Linked DNA regions of Cricetulus griseus: region 2 is linked to region 1. A link is a contact called in public Hi-C data. All regions are on one chromosome and are shown on one strand. The core of a region is the stretch at or near the end of the contact, and the rest is flanking DNA. Distances in the headings are between cores, read along the strand shown.

The links. A called contact is a pair of places that touch in the nucleus more often than the background predicts.
Region 2: a contact with region 1 is called in a Hi-C map of fibroblasts, with 4 times the contacts expected there. The contact joins the enhancer-like site here to the promoter of Cthrc1 in region 1. A contact is called at or near these places in 3 of 8 Hi-C or Micro-C datasets (the CHL-YN cell line, the CHO-K1 cell line and fibroblasts).

What each region holds. Positions count from the first base shown.
Region 1 is chr10:12,910,118-12,914,551 of CriGri-PICRH-1.0, forward strand. It overlaps Cthrc1 (collagen triple helix repeat-containing protein 1), which reads right to left and starts at 1,463. Exons shown (of 3, transcript XM_035449694.1): 1 at 1,314-1,463. The coding sequence starts at 1,463.
Region 2 is chr10:13,059,528-13,064,002 of CriGri-PICRH-1.0, forward strand. It overlaps LOC113837393 (a long non-coding RNA gene), which reads right to left. Exons shown (of 4, transcript XR_004771297.1): 3 at 1,525-1,707; 4 at 1,218-1,392. Among named protein-coding and RNA genes, the nearest start is that of Atp6v1c1, 55 kb to the right of the region's middle. Within about 2 kb of position 1,839, at least 2 of the 6 cell types and tissues checked have open chromatin away from gene starts, as enhancers often do. A contact at or near this core is called in fibroblasts, where this site is marked.

The DNA.
Region 1 (4,434 bases), core at 213-2,712:
ACGGATTTTTTTCTCCCTAGTGGTTTTTTTCTTTTATTTGAGGCATACATTTCCCCCCCCCCATTTCCCTTTCCCTCCTCCCCTCTCCTCTTCCACCTCCCTCCTGGCCCCCCACACTCCCAGTTTACTCAAGAGATCTTATCTTTTTTCCCTTCCTAGGCGGGTCCATGTGTATCTCTCTTAGGGTCCTCCAGGGCTTTTGAAGTCAGCTTAGAATTAGCTGTCAGGGAGCTTGCTTTATCACCTTAGCCTAGAATGTCAGCTTAAGAAATTCAAATCTTAAAAAAAAAATCACCAAATGCCTCCTGTCTTCTTACGTATTGCAATGCCTGACAACCATATAGATTGGTTTAAGGACTGGAGTTCATATGTGCCAAGGACTACAGATCTGCCATTGGTTGGCTCTTGCACGGGACAGAAAACCTCTTTCTGCCCTCTGCTGGGTTTGTTGACTTTGAGAGTTTAGAGGGAAAGGCTTTGTGCAAACAGGCTTTGCCACAAATCAGCCCCTCGGAGAGAGCTGGGGATATTTGCCTTCCCGGGAGTGGTTTCTTTCCCCTTAGCTCGATTGCATTGCTCCTGACTGGTAGCCACAGGCTGAAGACCCCAATGCGCATCGGCTTTAAATCGAACAGGCGAAACGGGTCCCTTCCAGCTCCAACCCCCCTCCCCCCCGAACCATTCCTGGGCCGAGCTGTGGTGCTCCGAGGAGTAAATTGCAGTTCATACTCCCCAGGAAGATGACCCAAACTGACTCATAATCTTCAAGTTACAAAAAAGCTGGACACATGCTTTGTGGGGGTTGTTAGTCTCTCCTCCTGGCAGACGTGGCCACCAGTGCAACAAGGGACACGTTGCACAGCCTTGGCGCAGGCCCAGGCGATCAGCTGGCCTAGGGGCTTCCTCAGGCCTGCTTTTGAAATCAGCCCAGCAGCTCAGTCTACTCCAGTTGCAGACACAACCAACGTTCCCCACCTCTCTCAAGGGTGGCCTCCCCTGGAGCCAGAAATTCCTGGGTGAGAGCGACTACACCGACTTGGGACGTCTCACTTGAACCAAGTCGCATCTCTGCGATGACCTCTCACTACGGTCTCCCGCGGAGTTCCAAGACTCCACCTCAAGCATGCCCCCAGATCCTTCCCCCCCACACCTTGAGACAAGGCAGGGCGCTCAGGTTAAGACACAAAACGCGCTGTCCCACGCGCACCCCTAGTTGGGTCAGCATCACCAACCGCTGTTGTGATGCTGTGCGCGCGCGTGGCTGGGTCCTCTCCAGCGCTGAGGTCAGGACCAACCGACTTTCCAAGACTCACCAGGTCCACCACCTCCCTCTGCCGGATGAGCGCTTTTTGCTTCACCTTGGGGTTCTCGGAGGCGTTGGACTTGGCGGGCCCTTGCAGCAGCAGCACAAGGAAGAGGCCGAGCAGCAGCTGCGCGGAGGCGGCGCGACCCCGGGGGCGCATGGCGTGGTGTGGCTGCAAAGCGCGGAGCAGGAGGTAGAGGGGTCGCCGGAGCCCGGCGCTGCTCGGCGTCTGGCCCAGCTCTGCAGACCGCAGCATCAATGCGCCTTTGACTGAGCGCCGCCCTCCCTTCTTCCCTCCCGCCCCCTGGACACCCGGAGCTTGCAGACTGCAATAGGTCAGGGTCCCGGGTTGGAGCCGCCCCTCCTCCGCAGCTCCGCCCGCCCGGACCCCCGCCCGGTGACTGTGGTCGGGAACCACAGATGAAGGGAATCGAGACAGCACGTGTCTTAAATCTGGTCCAGGAATCACCTTCGGGTTCCTTCATTCCTAGCAAAGCTTTGGCAGACGGGGAGGGAGGGAGGGGAGGGGAGAGGGAGGGTACATTTGAGGGGCATGAGCCAGGAGAGCCTTATAGTAACAGCCTTTAAAAGTTCTCTGATCCTGATGTTTGAATAAATGCTATTCCCTTGTAAGAGCCAAGGCACAAGGCTTGGCAGTCCTGTGCGGAACGATGCTGTGTGGCTGCTTCTCCGTTTATAGAGGAAGACCTAAGGCTCTCCTAAGACCTAAGGACAATGACCACCTCTCAGCGGTGAGAGTTCACGTTCATTCGAGTACCCATTCCACATCACATTAACATGTGTTCAAAACTCCAGCCAGGGGAGCAGCCCTCACCCGCATCGTCACTGCCTGTCAGGAAAGAAGGTAGGCAACCTCTCCCTCCAGTCCTCTGGATCCAGCCCCTAGTTTCACCCCCAGTTCTGGAACAGAACACCTGCAGCAGCCTCATCTCTGGCGGGTCCCACAGATTTCCCCTCCTGAACTCCCTCCCCCAACTCATTGCTCTCCTGCCCCCCTCCACACTCCAGCAGACGCCCCTGGGAACCCACAGGCCGCAATGGGCAGTGAAACAGGTAGACTAATAGCAGTTCTTGACTTCTCTCTCTGATCCTCAAAGTCCAAACCCCCAGGCTCATCCCCAGCTCTGCAGTGGACCTTTTGCTATGGCCACTCCTCACTCTCTGCTTCCATTGCCAAGAGACTAACTATGCAGACCGCAATGGAACACCTTGCTTTCCTCCCTCTTGTTAATGCCCTCCTGTGCCGACAGCTCATCCCCAATCCTAAGTGTCAGCTGCCAAGACCCAGAAACACATTTTACCTGGACCCCCAGTGCCCACATCTATCAGGACCCCTGAAGATTTTCCTACAGGCAGCACACAGCTGCCACATTCTCCTCAAAAGTGTGGGGAGAGAGAGAGAAAGAGAGAGAGAGAGAGAGAGAGAGAGAGAGAGAGAGAGAGAGACAACAAACAACGACAACCAAAACAAAAAAAAAAAAAAACAAGGAACAAAACACCCACCCAACAAAGGCAAGACCAGATACCAGCTCCTAGAATTACAATCTTCCTAAACCCAGATGTCTAGATGTCATTGTAAAAACACAATCAGTAACAGCCAGGGCAATTGTGTCTCCACTAGAACCCATCGATCCTACCACAGCAGGCCTTGAATATGCCAACACAGCTGAAGCACAAGAAAAAGACTTTAAAAACAGCCTTTAAGAATATGATAGAGGCCCTTAAAGAGGAACGGAACAAATCCCTTAAAGAAATCTGCGAAAACACAAAGAAACAGTTGAAGGAAATGAATAAAACCATCCAAGACCTGAAAAATGGAAATAGGATCAATAAAGAAAACCAAAACTGAGGAAAATCTGGAAATGAAAACTACAGGAACTGGAACAGCTACCACAGAAGCAAGCTTCACCAACAGATTACAAGAGATGGGAAAGAGAGTCTCAGACATTGAAGACATGATAGAAGAAATGGTACACAGATCAAAGACGATGTTAACTCTAAAAGCCCTGGCAAACATCTAGGAAATCTGGAGAAAGTCCCCTTGACACATAATAATCAAAACATTAAATGTACAGAACAGAGAGAGAATATTGGAGACTGCAAGGGAAAAACAGTAAGTAGCATATAAAGGCAAACCTATTAGAAGTACGCCTGACCTCTCAGTGGACACCCTAAAACCCAGAAGGGCTTGGACAGATATGCTCTAAGAGACCACAAGTGCCAGTCCCGACTACTATACCCAGCAAAACTTTCACTCACCATAAATGGACACAGTAAGACATTCCATGATAAAACCAAATTTTGAGCAATATATATTTACAAATCCATCCCTCTACAAAGTGCTAGAAGGTAAACTCCAACCTAAAGAGGTTAGCTACATCCAAGAAAACACAGGGAAACAACAACAATCCCAGACCAGCAAAGTCAAAAAAAAAAAAGGGGGGGAAGCATGCACACACCACCACCAACAACAAAATTACATGAATCAACAATCATCGGTCATTGAAATCTTTTGACATCATCTGAATTCCCCAATAAAATACACAGACTAACAGAATGGATGTGAAGCACACCTTAACATCAAGGGCAGACATCACATCAGGGTAAAGGGTTAGATAAAATAACCCAAGCAACTGACCTAAGAAACAAACCGGTGTAGCCATTTTAATATCTGACAAAATAGCCTTCAAACCAAAACGAATCAGAAGAGAGAGTAAAGGACAATACATATTCATCAAAGAAAAAAAATCCACCAAGAGGAATCTGAAATTCTTAACACCTATGCATCAAACCCAAGGGCACCTAAAGTACCTAAAAGAAACACTACTACAGCTTAAATCACATATTGACACTCACGCCCTGACAATGGGACACTTCAACAGCCCTCTCTCACCAGTGGACAAGTCATCCAGACAAAAACTTAACAGAGAGATATTGGAGCTAACCTAAGCTATAAATCCAATGTATCCAATAGAATTTTTATAGAACATTTCACTAAACATAAAAGAATATACCTTCTTATATACCTCATGGGATTTTCTCAAAAATTAACCACATACTTGGACATGGAGCAAGTCTCAACAAATACAAGAAAAGTGAAATAACTCTCT
Region 2 (4,475 bases), core at 589-3,088, 150 kb after region 1:
CCAGCTTGTCTTATCTCCATACTTGGTCCCTGGCACCTTACCCAGCAGACCTTATTTAGAACAAGTGATAAAAGGAGATGAAAACAGCCAAGCGTTGGTGGCGCACGCCTTTCTTCAATCCCAGCACTCGGGAGGCAGAGGCAGGCAGATCTCTGTGAGTTTGAGGCCAGCCTGGTCTACAGAACAAGTGCCAGGATAGGCTCCAAAGCTATACAGAGAAACCCTGTTTCGAAAAAGAAAAAGAAAAAGAAAAAACAAAACAAAACAAAAAAAGGTTCCTACTTTGACGGGTAGTGGTGGTCCATGACTTTGATACCAGCACTCTGGAGGCAGAGGCAGGCAGATCCCTGAGTTCAAGGCCACCCTGGTCTACAGAATGAATTGCAGGACAGCCAAGACTACACAGAAAAACTCTGACTCAAAAAAACAAAACAAAACAACAAAAGAAAGAAAAGAAAAAGAAAACTAAACAGGAAAACAAGAAAAAAAGGAAAGAAAGAGAAAAAGGAAGGGAAAAAAGAAAGATAAAAAAGATTCCTACTCTGAAGAAATCTATGGCCTAGTTTCAGGATTGGTGCCGACAACAAAAACCAATTATCCATACCAGGTAATATGTGAGATAAATGAGCCGAGGGCTCCTCATGGCTCCCCGTCACCCAGGAGAAAACATCTTAACTGTATCAGCTCCCAGAGTCCTCTGCCACCTTCAGGCCTGGCTGGCCAGCAATACTCTTCCACCAGCCCTCGGCCCTCCAGCGCTAAATGCTCCAGGCCTTTGTGAATACCGTGCCACATGCTGACACTTGTTAGACCCCCGGAAAACTCAGGTATCCGGGATCCCAGGCCATGACCACGGTCACCCCAATCACCAGGCGGATTTGAGAGCTTGCTGCAAACTGCACGAGGCTTTATTGTAATTTAACGAGCTAACCCCATGTTAGCTCGGGTCTTTCACCCACCCACCATGGCGGATGGCTTGCAAAAGACAGCTCCTAGGGGCTCCCAAGAGATCTTGTAGGGCAGCATAAGGGGAGTGTCTAGGGGTACGCACAGGCTCAGGATTGGTGTGTCTCCAGGCTTGGAGGGTTGCCCTGTGTTGATTGGCCAACTGGTTGTTATGGCCCATAGGCCCTCCTGGGGTGGTTGCTATGCTCTGTGCGTCATTGCTGTGCACTTGTCCATAAAGCACACCCAGAGCCGTAAAGCATAGCGCCACCAGCTAACCTCTGATTGGTTCCTTGTCACGAGGCAGGCATCTAACTTTCTAGTGTCTAGGACAAGGTCAGAAAAGCATGTGTTCGGCTGTTATGGCTGCCGAAAGAGGAGCTGGTCTCTTCACACTGTTGCTCTTAGAGGTCTCCCACATCCAATTGGGGCTGGTTCACCATTGTCCTTTAAGCCAAAACTCGGTTGTCACTTTCTCTGGGAAGTGTAATCCGATATCCCAGCCTGTGGAGGAGTACCTGACCTGTCCTGTACTTGACCTGAGGGGAGTGCCCTCCCAGCATTCACTGAAGGACCTACCTTCTGGTAGCTTGCCAATGCAACTGTTGGGGTGTGGCAGGCTGGGGAGCGTGAGCCACATTCTGTGGGTGTTGGTTTTCTCCTTCTATCATGTAAGCCCTGGGGAGTAAAACCCAGGCTTCAGGCCTGGCAGTCAGCGTGCCTTTACCTCCCAGCAAAGGGGAGAGGCAGACAGAAGGCAGCCTCGGGGATGAAAAAGAACAAAGTCTAAAGATACATACACATGAAAACCCCACAGTGAAACCCAGACCTCTGTTTGCTAACCAAAGGGGGAAGAAGGCCTTCCAGGAGGAAAGCTTCCTATACACTCATGCTCATTGACCACACATGACTAATGCCAGATGACATGCTTCCGCCCACATGCCACCACCAGTGGGAACTTTTATGAGCGACTCGAGCTCTTCAAACTGAAGGAATAAGGCTGTAATGTTGGGGTTCCGGCGTCGGTTAGAGGCATAAGGGCTTGCTGGATCCTCCTCTGTTCACCCTCTGTGCTTCTCATCACTCAGAACACAGGTGACTCAGCAGAAGACAGGGACCCTGCAGGAGCTGGGCTCGGTGGTGGAGCCTTTGGGTGTTGGCTTGTCTGAATTGAAACCTCAGGTTCTAGCTACGTGAGTGACCTTGGGGGAGTTACCCCCCTCTCCTTCCTTCCCTCCCTCCCTCCCTCCCTCCCTCCCTCCTTCCTTCCCTCCCTCCTCCCCCCCCCTCTCTCTCCCTGTCTCTCTCCCCCTCTCCCTGTCTCTCTCTGCCAGTTTTTCTAGACAAAGCTCCTCTGTGTAACAGTCCTGGCTGTCCTGGAACGCTGGTCCTGGATTCTACAAGAAAGCAGGCTGAGCAAGCTATGGAGAGCAAGCCAGTAAGCAGCACCCTCCATGGCCTCCACATCAGCTCCTGCCTCTGGGTCCTGCCCTGTCTGAGTTCCTTTCCCTCCTCCTCCCTCCCTCCCTCCCTCCCCCCTCCCTCCCTCCCTCCTCCCTCCCTCCCTCCCTCCCTTCCTTCCTTCCTTCCGTTGTGAACTGTGATGTGGAAGTATAAGCGAAATAAACCCTTTCCTCCCCTACTTGCTTTGGTCATGGTGTTTCATCACAGCGACAGGAACCCCAACTAAAGAAAGTAACAAATTCATTTCCCTCTTCCCTTTCCTTTTCATTGCTTAATTGACGCAAATGAGAATTTGGAGCTGCCAGTAAGCCCAGAAGAGGGAGTCCTCAGAGCTGGTTTTTATCGTGTCTCCTCCTTTTCCTCCTCCTGCTCCCCTGGCTCTAAGAATGATGCAGGCCTGTTGGTGTAAACGCAACTCCTTTGAATGGTTTGAGGGTGTCACTGGCTTCACTGACTCTCTGTTTCCAGAATCCAAAGAGACCTCAGGATGAACATGGGAGGGTGAACTTGGTGGGCTCTGAGCTGGGCCAGAAGTAGCTTCACTACCCAGACTGATGCTGGCCAAAAGTACACGCTCTCTCTCACACACACACACACACACACACACACACACACACACACACACACCACCCCCCCTCACACACACACACACACACACACACAGACACACACACACCCCACTCCCCCATCACACACACAGACACACACATACACCCCACTCCCCCATCACACACACACACACACACAGACACACACACACAGACACACACACAGGCACACACACAGACACACAAACACACACTCCACTCCCCCATCACACAGACACACACACACAGGCACACACACAGACACACACAGGCACACACACAGGCACACACACACACACACACACTCACACACAGGCACACACACAGACACACACACACAGACACACACACAGGCACACACACACAGACACACACACACACACAGGCACACACACAGACACACACACACAGACACACACACACACACACACACAGACACAGACACACACACACACAGACACACACACACACAGACACACACACACACAGACACACACACACACACACACACACACACACACACACACACACACACACACACACACACACACACACACACACACACACACACACAGACACACACACACACACACACAGACACACACACACACACACACAGACACACACACACACACACACAGACACACACACACACACACACACACACACAGACACACACACACACACAGGCGCACACACACACACACACAGGCACACACACAGACACACACACACACAGACACACACACAGACACACACAGACACACACCCCACTCCCCCATCACACACACACACACACAGACACACAAACACACACCACACTTCTTCTACCCTAGCTTCTCTCCTCCCTCACTCCAGGAGTGACTGACAGACATCCTAAGCCATCTGGCAGGCAGGATTTCTGGACTGGCAATGGTAGATTGGTGCACTTTCTCCCCTCCCCCCTTCAAGGGAATGGATATCCGACCAACACACACAACCCGCTTCCAAAACCTCTCTCAGATCCCATTCTGATAACTGCCAACCTTGATGACGCCTTAATTACAGGAACTCTGATTCAGGTTCTTTTAGCCCTGCCTGGTCCTATGGGAAGGTTCGAGAACCAGCCTCTGCCCAGCTGGTGGAAGACATAGCATTTGTCACCAACCTTGGAAGCAGGAAGCAGGGAAAAGAAGCAAGGTTTCCCTCTGCGTTTCCCAAACACTGACAAGAATCTGCTGCTTCCCCTCAGCCCTTCACTGTCTTTGCCAAGGAGATTTTTTTCTTTTTGTCCTTAACCAAATACAAAACCCTGAAATGAATCAACGCTTCGACAGTGAGCTGATGTGACATCTCTTGAAAGAAATGAACTATTTAGAGACGTTGTTTTCTATTATCCCCCTGAGGAGGCGACTCCTCAGTATCCTCATCAACCTTGACATGTGTGAATCACGGAGCTCTCATCCCCGCAGACTCATGATCGTGACGCACCACAGACCC